Linked DNA regions of Sus scrofa: regions 1 and 3 are each linked to region 2. Evidence: chromatin contacts called from public HiChIP or PLAC-seq and promoter capture Hi-C data. All regions are on one chromosome and are shown on one strand. The core of a region is the stretch at or near the end of the contact, and the rest is flanking DNA. Distances in the headings are between cores, read along the strand shown. Region 1 overlaps TTC23 (tetratricopeptide repeat protein 23). Region 2 holds the start of LYSMD4 (lysM and putative peptidoglycan-binding domain-containing protein 4). Region 3 holds the start of TTC23 (tetratricopeptide repeat protein 23).

The links. Promoter capture Hi-C pulls out the DNA fragments that hold promoters and counts their contacts. HiChIP or PLAC-seq counts read pairs in DNA pulled down with a chosen protein or histone mark.
Region 1: an H3K27ac HiChIP or PLAC-seq map of skeletal muscle shows a contact between it and region 2, with 10 times the contacts expected there. The contact joins the enhancer-like site here to the promoter of LYSMD4 in region 2. A contact is called at or near these places in 5 of 47 Hi-C or Micro-C datasets (embryonic fibroblasts, heart right ventricle, liver and 1 more) and 2 of 2 datasets of contacts at active chromatin or transcription factors (alveolar macrophages and skeletal muscle).
Region 3: a promoter capture Hi-C map of liver shows a contact between it and region 2, with 8 times the contacts expected there. The contact joins the promoter of TTC23 here to the promoter of LYSMD4 in region 2. A contact is called at or near these places in 2 of 5 promoter capture datasets (fetal liver and liver), 2 of 47 Hi-C or Micro-C datasets (heart right ventricle and skeletal muscle) and 2 of 2 datasets of contacts at active chromatin or transcription factors (alveolar macrophages and skeletal muscle).

Annotation. Positions count from the first base shown.
Region 1 is chr1:137,962,681-137,965,612 of Sscrofa11.1, reverse strand. The region is part of intron 5 of TTC23 (tetratricopeptide repeat protein 23); the gene reads left to right. Among named protein-coding and RNA genes, the nearest start is that of TTC23, 33 kb to the left of the region's middle. Within about 2 kb of position 1,607, at least 10 of the 83 cell types and tissues checked have an H3K27ac peak or open chromatin away from gene starts, as enhancers often do. A contact at or near this core is called in skeletal muscle, where this site is marked.
Region 2 is chr1:138,565,905-138,568,819 of Sscrofa11.1, reverse strand. It overlaps LYSMD4 (lysM and putative peptidoglycan-binding domain-containing protein 4), which reads left to right and starts at 1,250. Exons shown (of 3, transcript XM_001928238.7): 1 at 1,250-1,355; 2 at 2,553-2,842. The coding sequence starts at 1,265.
Region 3 is chr1:137,995,583-137,998,748 of Sscrofa11.1, reverse strand. TTC23 (tetratricopeptide repeat protein 23) reads left to right here and starts at 1,548. Exons shown (of 11, transcript XM_021098378.1): 1 at 1,548-1,993. It overlaps LRRC28 (leucine-rich repeat-containing protein 28), which reads right to left and starts at 209. Exons shown (of 10, transcript XM_001925096.7): 1 at 107-209.

The DNA.
Region 1 (2,932 bases), core at 358-2,857, 600 kb after region 2:
ATGCCAGAGCCACAGCAATGCAGGATCTGAGTCACGTCTGCGATCCACACCACAGCTCACAGCAACACCAGATCCTTAACCCACTGAGCAAGGCCAGGGATCGAATCCGCAACTTCATGGTTCCTAGTCGGATTCGTTAACCACTGAGACACAACGGGAACTCCGTGCCATGAATATCCTTGTGCAGCTCCACTTAGGTAACTCTGAAAGACTTTTTATGAGGCTTGTACTCCACAGGGAGGATTGCATGGTCACAGAGTATGCTTGTACTTAAGTTCATCACGTACTGGCCAATTGCTACACCCATCTGCCCTCACTTGCAGGGCACATGGGTTCCTGTTTCCTGACATCACCAAAAGGCACAGCCAAGAATGTCCAAAGCTATGTTATTTATAATACCCAAGAATTGGAGAAACAATCCAAATGCTTATCAGAGGCAGGGTAGATAAAATTGTGAGCTGTTCAGACAAAGAAAATGTTCAGATTACTCCTACGCTTAACATAATGGATGATTCCCACAAACATGTTTGTGAAAGAAGCCAGGTTGGGAGTTCCCATTGTGGCTCAGTGGTTAACGAGTCTAACTAGGAACGATGGGGTTGTGGGTTCGATCCCTGGCCTCACTCAATGGGTTAAGGATCCAGCGTTGCCGTGGGCTGTGGTGTAGGTCACAGACGCATTGCTGTGGCTCTGGCGAAGGCCGGCAGCTACAGCTCCTAGCCTGGGAACCTCCACATGCCGCGAGTGCGGCCCTAGAAAAAGACCAAAAAAAAAAAAAAAAAGAAAGAAAAAAAGAAGCCAGTCTGAAAAGAATTTATGCTGTATAGTTCCATTTATGTAGTGGAGGAAGAAGAGTAGTGACTGGGAAAGCCTACCAGTCCAGAATTTCTTCCTGCCCAGAAGTAGACATTCCACCTTGTATTATAAAACAGGAAATATACAAATATGAGGTCCAAGATCTGATACTTGTTGACTAAATTGAGACCTAACTAATGTTATTAGTATTTAATGTTGATCACTTGCTACAAAATTAAGTAGATTATCCTCTGCCAAAATCCAGCACCTCTTGAGTACTTTCCAAATTAGCAGTACCAAACCTTGCCAGCAGATGGCGGGCCTTGTACACACATGTGCTAAATACCCAACAAGAATTTAAGTTAATGTTCCAAGCTCTCCAAAGTTGCTTTTGTGTTTAATGGAGTTGTTTTAAACTTTATTGCTTCTTTTTATCCTAATTCTTCACTGTGACATATTCATTGGAACATGCATGTTTAAACAGCACAGTTCTCATGCATTTACTTTGTTTCCTCATTGAAATGTGAATATTTTGTCCAAATGGATCTGCTTTAGAAGGTAACAAGGCTTTGGTTTTGTACATTTCTACAGTTGTGCTAACAACCACAAAGGCTTTTTTGTTTGCCATGCCTTGGAAATGGAAGGCCAGGGTAATTTCTCAGGCAGCTCTCATGAGATTTTATGTTTCTCTTAAAAGGGGATCTTTCAGTGCACTGTCTTCCTCCTCCTGCCTGCCTGCCTTTTATGGTGCCTATCAGGCCATGCCAGTTCTTTTCTCCTTGGGCTGACAGATAAGGGCTACAGGGTGACTCACACTCAGTGCCTTCCATCCCTGGACTGTGGCCTAAAGCATCATTCCTTCTACCTGCCCTCCTTTGTTCCAGACTACTTCATTCAGTAATCATTTATTAACTTTGGAGAGTGAATCCAAATCTTGTGTTCTTATGTGCACAGTTGTTTTCTCAGATGTGGCCAAGAAAGTCACCAGAGAAAGTAGGCAAATTTTTTCCAGTGTTAAGGATTCTTTTCTCTTCTGGTTACTAATAGATAGATCCCCAGAGACAGATAATGTCTTTATATATGCAGTGTATACCATTGCATGACTGTGCTCGCCCCCTCCCATACACCTTTTAAAATAATCTTTCTACGCAGCATGATGGTGATGGCCCTTCAAGACTGCTGCTCTGGAACATGTGGCCTATCCCAAGCTTTCTCTATGACTGCTCGATTTGTCATCTTTGGAGTCCTACGTAGCTTGCCCAAAGAGCACTTGACCTGGCCTTGCTTGCTCTGCTGAACCAGCTCTCAAGTGTGCCTGTGACAAGTAAACCCTCCTCAGAGGATCAACAAGACACTTTCCAGGAATCTGGAATCTCTAAGGAATGTGCCATGGTATAGCGGACAGTCTGGCCTTGGAGTGAGGTAGCCCTGGGTTCATGTCAGTGTCCATTCTCCCTTCCCAGCGGTAGGACCCTAAGTAGATCCTGCACTCTCCTGTCAGCCCCCAGAGCATTGTTGTGACAGTCAAATGTACCCTGCATTAATGCATCGGGTACCTGGTAGCCCTTACAAAAGTAGCTATTATTACCGTTATTGTCTAACTGAGCATTTTCCTTTCTGCCATTTCATTCTGGAAATGATTTGACTTCGAAGCATGTAGTTCCTACATCGCAGATTAAGATGCTGACTGCCCTGGCTCGCAATATTCTTTCCTGTACTTTTTTTTCCTATGACCTGAGAAGGCTGTTTTGTTTTGTTTTGTTTTGTTGTCTTTGCTCTCATGAGCCACCTAAGCTAAAACTCAGATGTGTATCTATCTGTGTGCCGATATGTGTACATATGCACATATACATGTATATGTGTGTTTGAAGCTTGAGCTTGTTTCTTGGTTTTGCTTTCTGTAGATTCATTATAGTCACAAGATTTGGAAAGTGATTCTCATGCAAGGTTTCCACAGAAGAATGAACATGGGGGAGGTTTCTCTCTTAGCCAGTACCCCCTGGGAGAGGGTAGAAAGTAATAGAGAAAAGAGTGGTAAGTGGGACAATGTCTGTGTCTACCTGCCATCACCTCATTGGGATGTGGAATTCTGCTTAATTCCATATGCTTCCCTGTAAAGCATTCCCAGTGGCTTTTA
Region 2 (2,915 bases), core at 1-2,500:
GATTTTATTCTTTTAATCCTTTTGCTTTCTTGCTTAATTTGATTGCTAGTGAGGCTTAATTTCTTTTTTTCTTTTTTCTTTTTGGCTGCACCTGGGGAATGTGGAATTTCCTGGGCCAGGGATGCAAGTTCCACCACAGCAGTGACAGGAGCCACTGCAGTGACACCACTGAATTCTTAATTCGATGAGCCACAAGCAAACTTCCAGGTTTAATTTCTCTTCCCTGTTAGCCATTTGTGTTCTGATTGTGCAGAATTGTCTGCTCATGCTCTCCATCCATTTCACAACTTGGATCTTAGCGTGTTTATTATTTAAGATTAATAAAATTCTAATATTTTGCTGCATCCCTCCCCCCACAAGATTACTGGGGTTTTTTTGTTTGTTTGTTTTTCTTTTTTCTTTTTTGTCCGCCTCCGGGCAATATGGAGTTCCTACGGCTAGGGATTAGATCCAAGTGACCTACGCCACAGCTGAGGCAATGCAGGATCCTTAACCCCATGTGCCGGGCTGGGCACCGGACCTGTGTCTCAGCACTCCAGAGATGCCGCTGCTCCCGATGCACCACAGCGGGAACGCCTACCATTTGCTATTTAATTTTGCTTTCCTTTTTTGGGCTCAAGCTTTAAACCTTTGTGTTTTAGTGTGTAAAAGAATTCATCCATCACTTTTAAGCTTAAGGAGTCTCAGCCATCTGACATTTGATAAATTGTGTTTCTTTAGTCCCTGTTGTCACGGTTCAGGGTCTTAACATTCATGGACTTTTTTGTCCTCGTGCGCGGGGGGCGGGACAGAGCAAATTCCTCCTGCGTTCTGGCCCGGGAAGGTTCAGAATGCGAGACCCCTCAGACCAGAGGAGTTCCTTCTCCTCCGGAGGCCTCAGCTGGTGATAGGCACTCCATTGGCAATGCGAGCTTCTCGTTACAGATCAGGAATCCAGGTCTGGGCCAAAGTCCTCTTCTACTACTGAGAAAGCCGAGGCTCAGTGGAAAGCCCGAAGGGAGACTCAAAGGGTTTGATTGTCTAGAGCCGAGGCATAAACTGGAGCCTGGAAGAGCCGATGCAGCAGGGGCAGGCGAGCCTTTGCATCAGGGGTCAGGTCCTGGAGCTGAGGCCCCGCCGCGGCCCCCTATCCCGGCCTATCTCTCTGCAGGTCCTGTGCGGACCATCAGCACAGCTGGGCTCGGCCAAGTCCCCGCCCACCGCTGATTTCATTGGCTGCTTCGGCCGGCCCCACCTCCCAAGGACCAGCTGATTTTCGCAGCCAATGGGCTGCGGCGGCGGCAGCAGCGGCGACGGGTTTCGGCTGATCCCGGACGTGAGGTGCCCGGCTCTGAGGGAGGGAATCCGAGGTCCAGGTGGGGTGCCGCATGGGCTCTTTGGGTAGCCCCGCCTGTCTGTCTGTCGGGTGGCGAGCTATGGCTCCAGGTTCTCAGAGGTTGCCCTGCTGCCGCTGGAGGTGGGGCGTCCCAGGACGTGGAGGGCTGGCCCGAGGTTTCTGGGGTTGGAGGTCGGAGGTCGGAGGTCGGAGGGCGTGCCTTTGTGGAAAGTTGGGGCCTCGGAGGTCTTGGCATAGGGGTGGGCCGCTCTGGGCTTTTTCACTCGGCTCCTGTTTGAGGGCTCCCCCTCCCCGTGTCACGAAAGGAGTTCCGAGGGAAGCAGGCCTGCGAGCCGCCGGGGCGACCCGCGGGCGCGAGGAGAGTGGTCGCTTCCCTGCTCCTCCGAGCTCGAGCTCCAAGTGCGGGGAGGGGAGGGAGTGGGGCAAGGTGGGGGTCGCGCCAGGGCCACTCGTTCCCTAGGGGTCTGCTCCCCTCTGCCTCGGAAGGAACCCGGTGTGAGTTTTCACTTCTGGAAGTTCTTCCATCAACTTGGAGTGGTTAGGGCTGTGTTGTGCCTTCTATGCTGGTTCGGAAGTGATGATAAAAACCAGGTGTGAGGAGGCACTTGAAGGCAAAGGGACCTGTGAGAGACTGGACGAACTTCCTAGTTGGGTGGGGATCCTCCCCCTAACTTGCCTCAAGTGTGATAGAATTCATACAGTTTCAAAAGCGGAGTCTCAGAATTCTAGTCTTGACCTTAGTGAAGATAGTTGGGAATGCTTGAAGTATTGAGTAAGAATTTTTCGAGCAAAAGTTCTGAGTTTTAAGATTCTCAGTGCAAGGAAGGGAGTTGGGAACCGCCCTTACCTCTCCTGGCAGTGATCCCAGCTGTTGCTTTACTTCTCTGGGACTGAAAAGTTGTTTCTCTGCATGTGTGGGATTGAAGGACATGTAGCTGTGGATGAGGAATAAGGGGACAAAAAAAGGGGACTCTTGTTTTCTGTGCAAAAAAAATATGCAGCTGGGGGGGAAAGTGTTTCTATTTGCCTATCTCTCCCTTCATCTCATTGAGCATAAACATGTGTTTTGACATTTGTTTTATACAGACGGTATGTGTTGCCAATTTGTAATACTAGGCAAAGGAGTCATTTCTAACAAGGATACAATTATCATCAGTGTAGCCACGGAAGAATGAATATGCCTTGTGTGGAATTAACCCTGGGGTTTGGTTTTCAGTTAAGAAAATGAGGCAGAAGGGAGTGTTAACCAAGACCTTCCGAGGCCCAGCCAGTGTCTGTAGAACTCCGACCAGCCACGTTTACATGTTTGAGAATGGCAGTGGGGACTCGGGGGACTCCTCTGAGGAAGAGTCCCACCGGGTGGCTCTGCGGCCTCGGGGCAAGGAGCGCCAGAAGAAGGGTGCCCACCAGTCTCACCAGCCTGGAGCAGGGGATGTGGTGCTGCTACAGCGGGAGCTGGCCCAGGAGGACAGCCTCAACACGCTGGCTCTTCAGTATGGCTGCAAAGTAAGAAACCCCACAAGTGACAGTGCCACCTGCCCTCTGCCACCTGTGTTTAGAAAAGCAGAGGAGCTCCCTG
Region 3 (3,166 bases), core at 299-2,798, 570 kb after region 2:
CACTCGCCGCGGCCCGGACGCTTCTGCCTGACCCAGGTCAGGGCCAATGGCCCGGCTAGAGGGCTTTGCTACAAAAGACACCGAAGCGACGAAGCGCCACACTCACCTCGGCGCCAGAGGAGCCAGCGCTCCCGGGCGCAGGAGCGCCGGACCGCAGGCCGAGGCCGGGCGGGCGGGGCCGGGCGCAACGCGGGAGGGGATGGGGCGGGGCGCAGGCGCAGAGGGGCGGGGCGGGGCGAAACTCGCACTTTGGAGCTTGGGGGGAAGGCAGAGCGGAGCAGAGAAGAACGGAACCTCGCGATATTACGCCTCTGCTCTTACGGTTTTGCAATAGGTGGGATAAGATGCCCGTTTTCCAAGAGACATGCCTATTCGCTGAAAAAAGGGCCTTCTCCAAGCCTGCCCCGCGCCCCACTCGGCCTTTGCTTCCGGCTCCGGTGTTAGGGGTTGCTCTCGCATTTGGCTTTTGGCTTAGGGTTTTGTGGGGGTGATTTGGCCGGCTCCAACCTCGGGAACCGCCAGTAACTGATCTCTTCTTTCATTCGTACTGTCACTGACTCACTAGTCCTCTAATGTAATTCTGTGCATTACAGCAACTTTAACACCCAGTCGTTTACTGTGTACCAGGCAGCGTTCTAAGAGCTGCGCTAGATTATTTCACTTAACTCTCAAAGCTGTCCTATGACACACGTACTATTGAAAAGAGGGTAACCTCTTTGGAAAGCCTAACGTTGATTATCTAGCGGTTCATTGTCAAACAGCTTTGACTTTATAGATTTACGTTGGTTTATATAATTTCCGTTAGAGATTAAGTAGCCTGAAAAGCAGTTATATTAAATAAAAATAACACCTATCCCAAAAAAGGTATGAGTTATAATGCAATACTAGCAATTATCTATTTAGTAAACTAGTCTTCAGAGTTTTCTAAAGTATATGCATGGTGTATGTCATGTACTTCTAAGACCTTTTATACAGATTTGTAAATACTTAAGAACTTGTACTTGAACTTTTTACTAGACTTAAAATGAGAAAACCTACAGTTTGTGTAAAAACAAAAATCTTTAGGATGTTTAAGATCAACCCAAATAATATGATTTGCTCCTAATATTGAAGAGTCATACAGACAAAAAAGATTAACTATAGCTAGACCAATTTTTTAAAAGCAGTGTTAGCCTCTTAGTTTGCCTTTCTCTAAAAATGAAATATTTAAGTACATTAACTTATATTTGATCATGAAAAAATGAATTATCTTGAAATAACTTCTGCCCTTTGAAATAGACACAAAAGTAGCCATGTGATTCTCTTAAAATTCTCTAAATTTGTCAAGTGCCAAGTTTACACTTTGCCTAACTCAAAACGGAGGAAAAATTCTCTAATTTAGAATTAGTGATTTGGCAATCTTTGGCAGACTTCAACAGGAGGGGATACCACTTTAAGAAAATTCCAAGGAAAGGACAACCCTATTTTAAAATTCCCACCTCTGGCTCCCAAGGATTGGGTAGTAAACTTAGACAAAATACTTTTCTCCACTTCCTATTGGTGCGTGCTCTGTCATTCATTCTTCTTGGAATTTTGTGAGATACCAGATTGCTTTACGGGAAAAGACTGTTCCAATTTAGTCTGGAACTGCCCTATTTTTAGACTCTTTCATAGTTATCAATCCTTACAAAAAATCACCAAACCGATACAGCGTGGACCAATCTGGAAAATCAGGCTGCCGAGTCAACAGTGTAATTCAATGGAAAAAGAAACGGACAACCTCTCAAGGCACACAGGGTAACTGACAAAGGATTCTACAGAGTTAAATAAACTATTCTGATTTTTTTTTTTTTTTTTTTGCTAGTTTTAAAGGAGACTGTCAAAGGAAAAGCAGATAAAATACAGCCATAATGTCAGAGTGGCAGGGAGAAAGATTTTCAGAGGCTATTTTTCTCTTTAGAGAAAATGTTATCCTGGGATTAGCAGTGGATTTTTGAATGATAAAAGGACCAAGGTAATACGGTTAATTATAGATTATTTTATACTCCAAGAAGCTGTATTTTGTTGTTGCTTTAATATGGATTTAATGTCTTAATGTTATTGTAATTATCAAGCAAAATGGATATTTTTGTTTAAAACCTAGCATAATAGACAATCCATCTGTTAAAGGATATGACAAAATTATCATCTTTGGAATTGGGTTTTGTTTACATTTGTAGCAGGGTCAGATCGGCTAATGACCAAGGAAAATATAATATTGGTATATGAAACAGAATCAATAGGTAGTGGATGTAAGGATAAATTCTCAAAAGTGAAATCTAGCATTTATATTTTCAAAAATGATATTTTTACTAAAGCTAAAATATAAATGTTCAGGAAAATATTGATAAATGAGAATAATGTATATTAAAATATATATTTGAAATAGCAACTTTTTAAAGAATCCAGCCAATATGTAATTCCAAAATATAACATCTTGAAGATTCTTCAAGATTCAGCTAGTAAATATAATACCTGGTGGCACATCTTTACCTTTATAAGGCCCAACTCAGGTATGCAGTAAATATTTCTTAAGGGTCCTCTGTTAATCTATATATGGGGCTATTAAATAAAATATATTCTTAAGGAGCTCATACTCTAGAAAGAGACTCAAAAAAGATTTAAATGAAAACTTTTGTATAGTTCTTGATGCATAGATGGCTGTTACAGACCATAGCTGCTTCAGGTGCTCAGATCAGTGTGAGCAGAAATATTCAGGGAGAGTTTCAAAGTAGGGTTAAGACCCATTTGGAGCTTGAGCAATGGGCAAAATTTCAATAGATGGAAGAGGAAAGAAATGGCATCCCAGGTAGTGGGGGATTTGTTAGCAAATATGTCCAGCTAAAGAATAATTATCCCTGACACAGCAGAATGTTCATTTGGGGACTTTAGATTTAAAAAAAAAAAAAAAAAGGTTAAGAAGTTACATGAAGAGTCAAAATTGCAAGAATTAAGGAGTCAAGTCCTGGGTCATTGTTTTTTGTTTTTGTTTTTGTTTTTGTTTTGTTTTTTGTCTTTTTAGGGCCATACCCACAGCATATGGAGGTTCCCAGGGTAGGGGTCAAATCAGAGCTGTAGCTGCTGACCTTACACCACAACCACAGCAACACAGGATCTGAGCCACATCTGCAACCTATACCACAGCTCA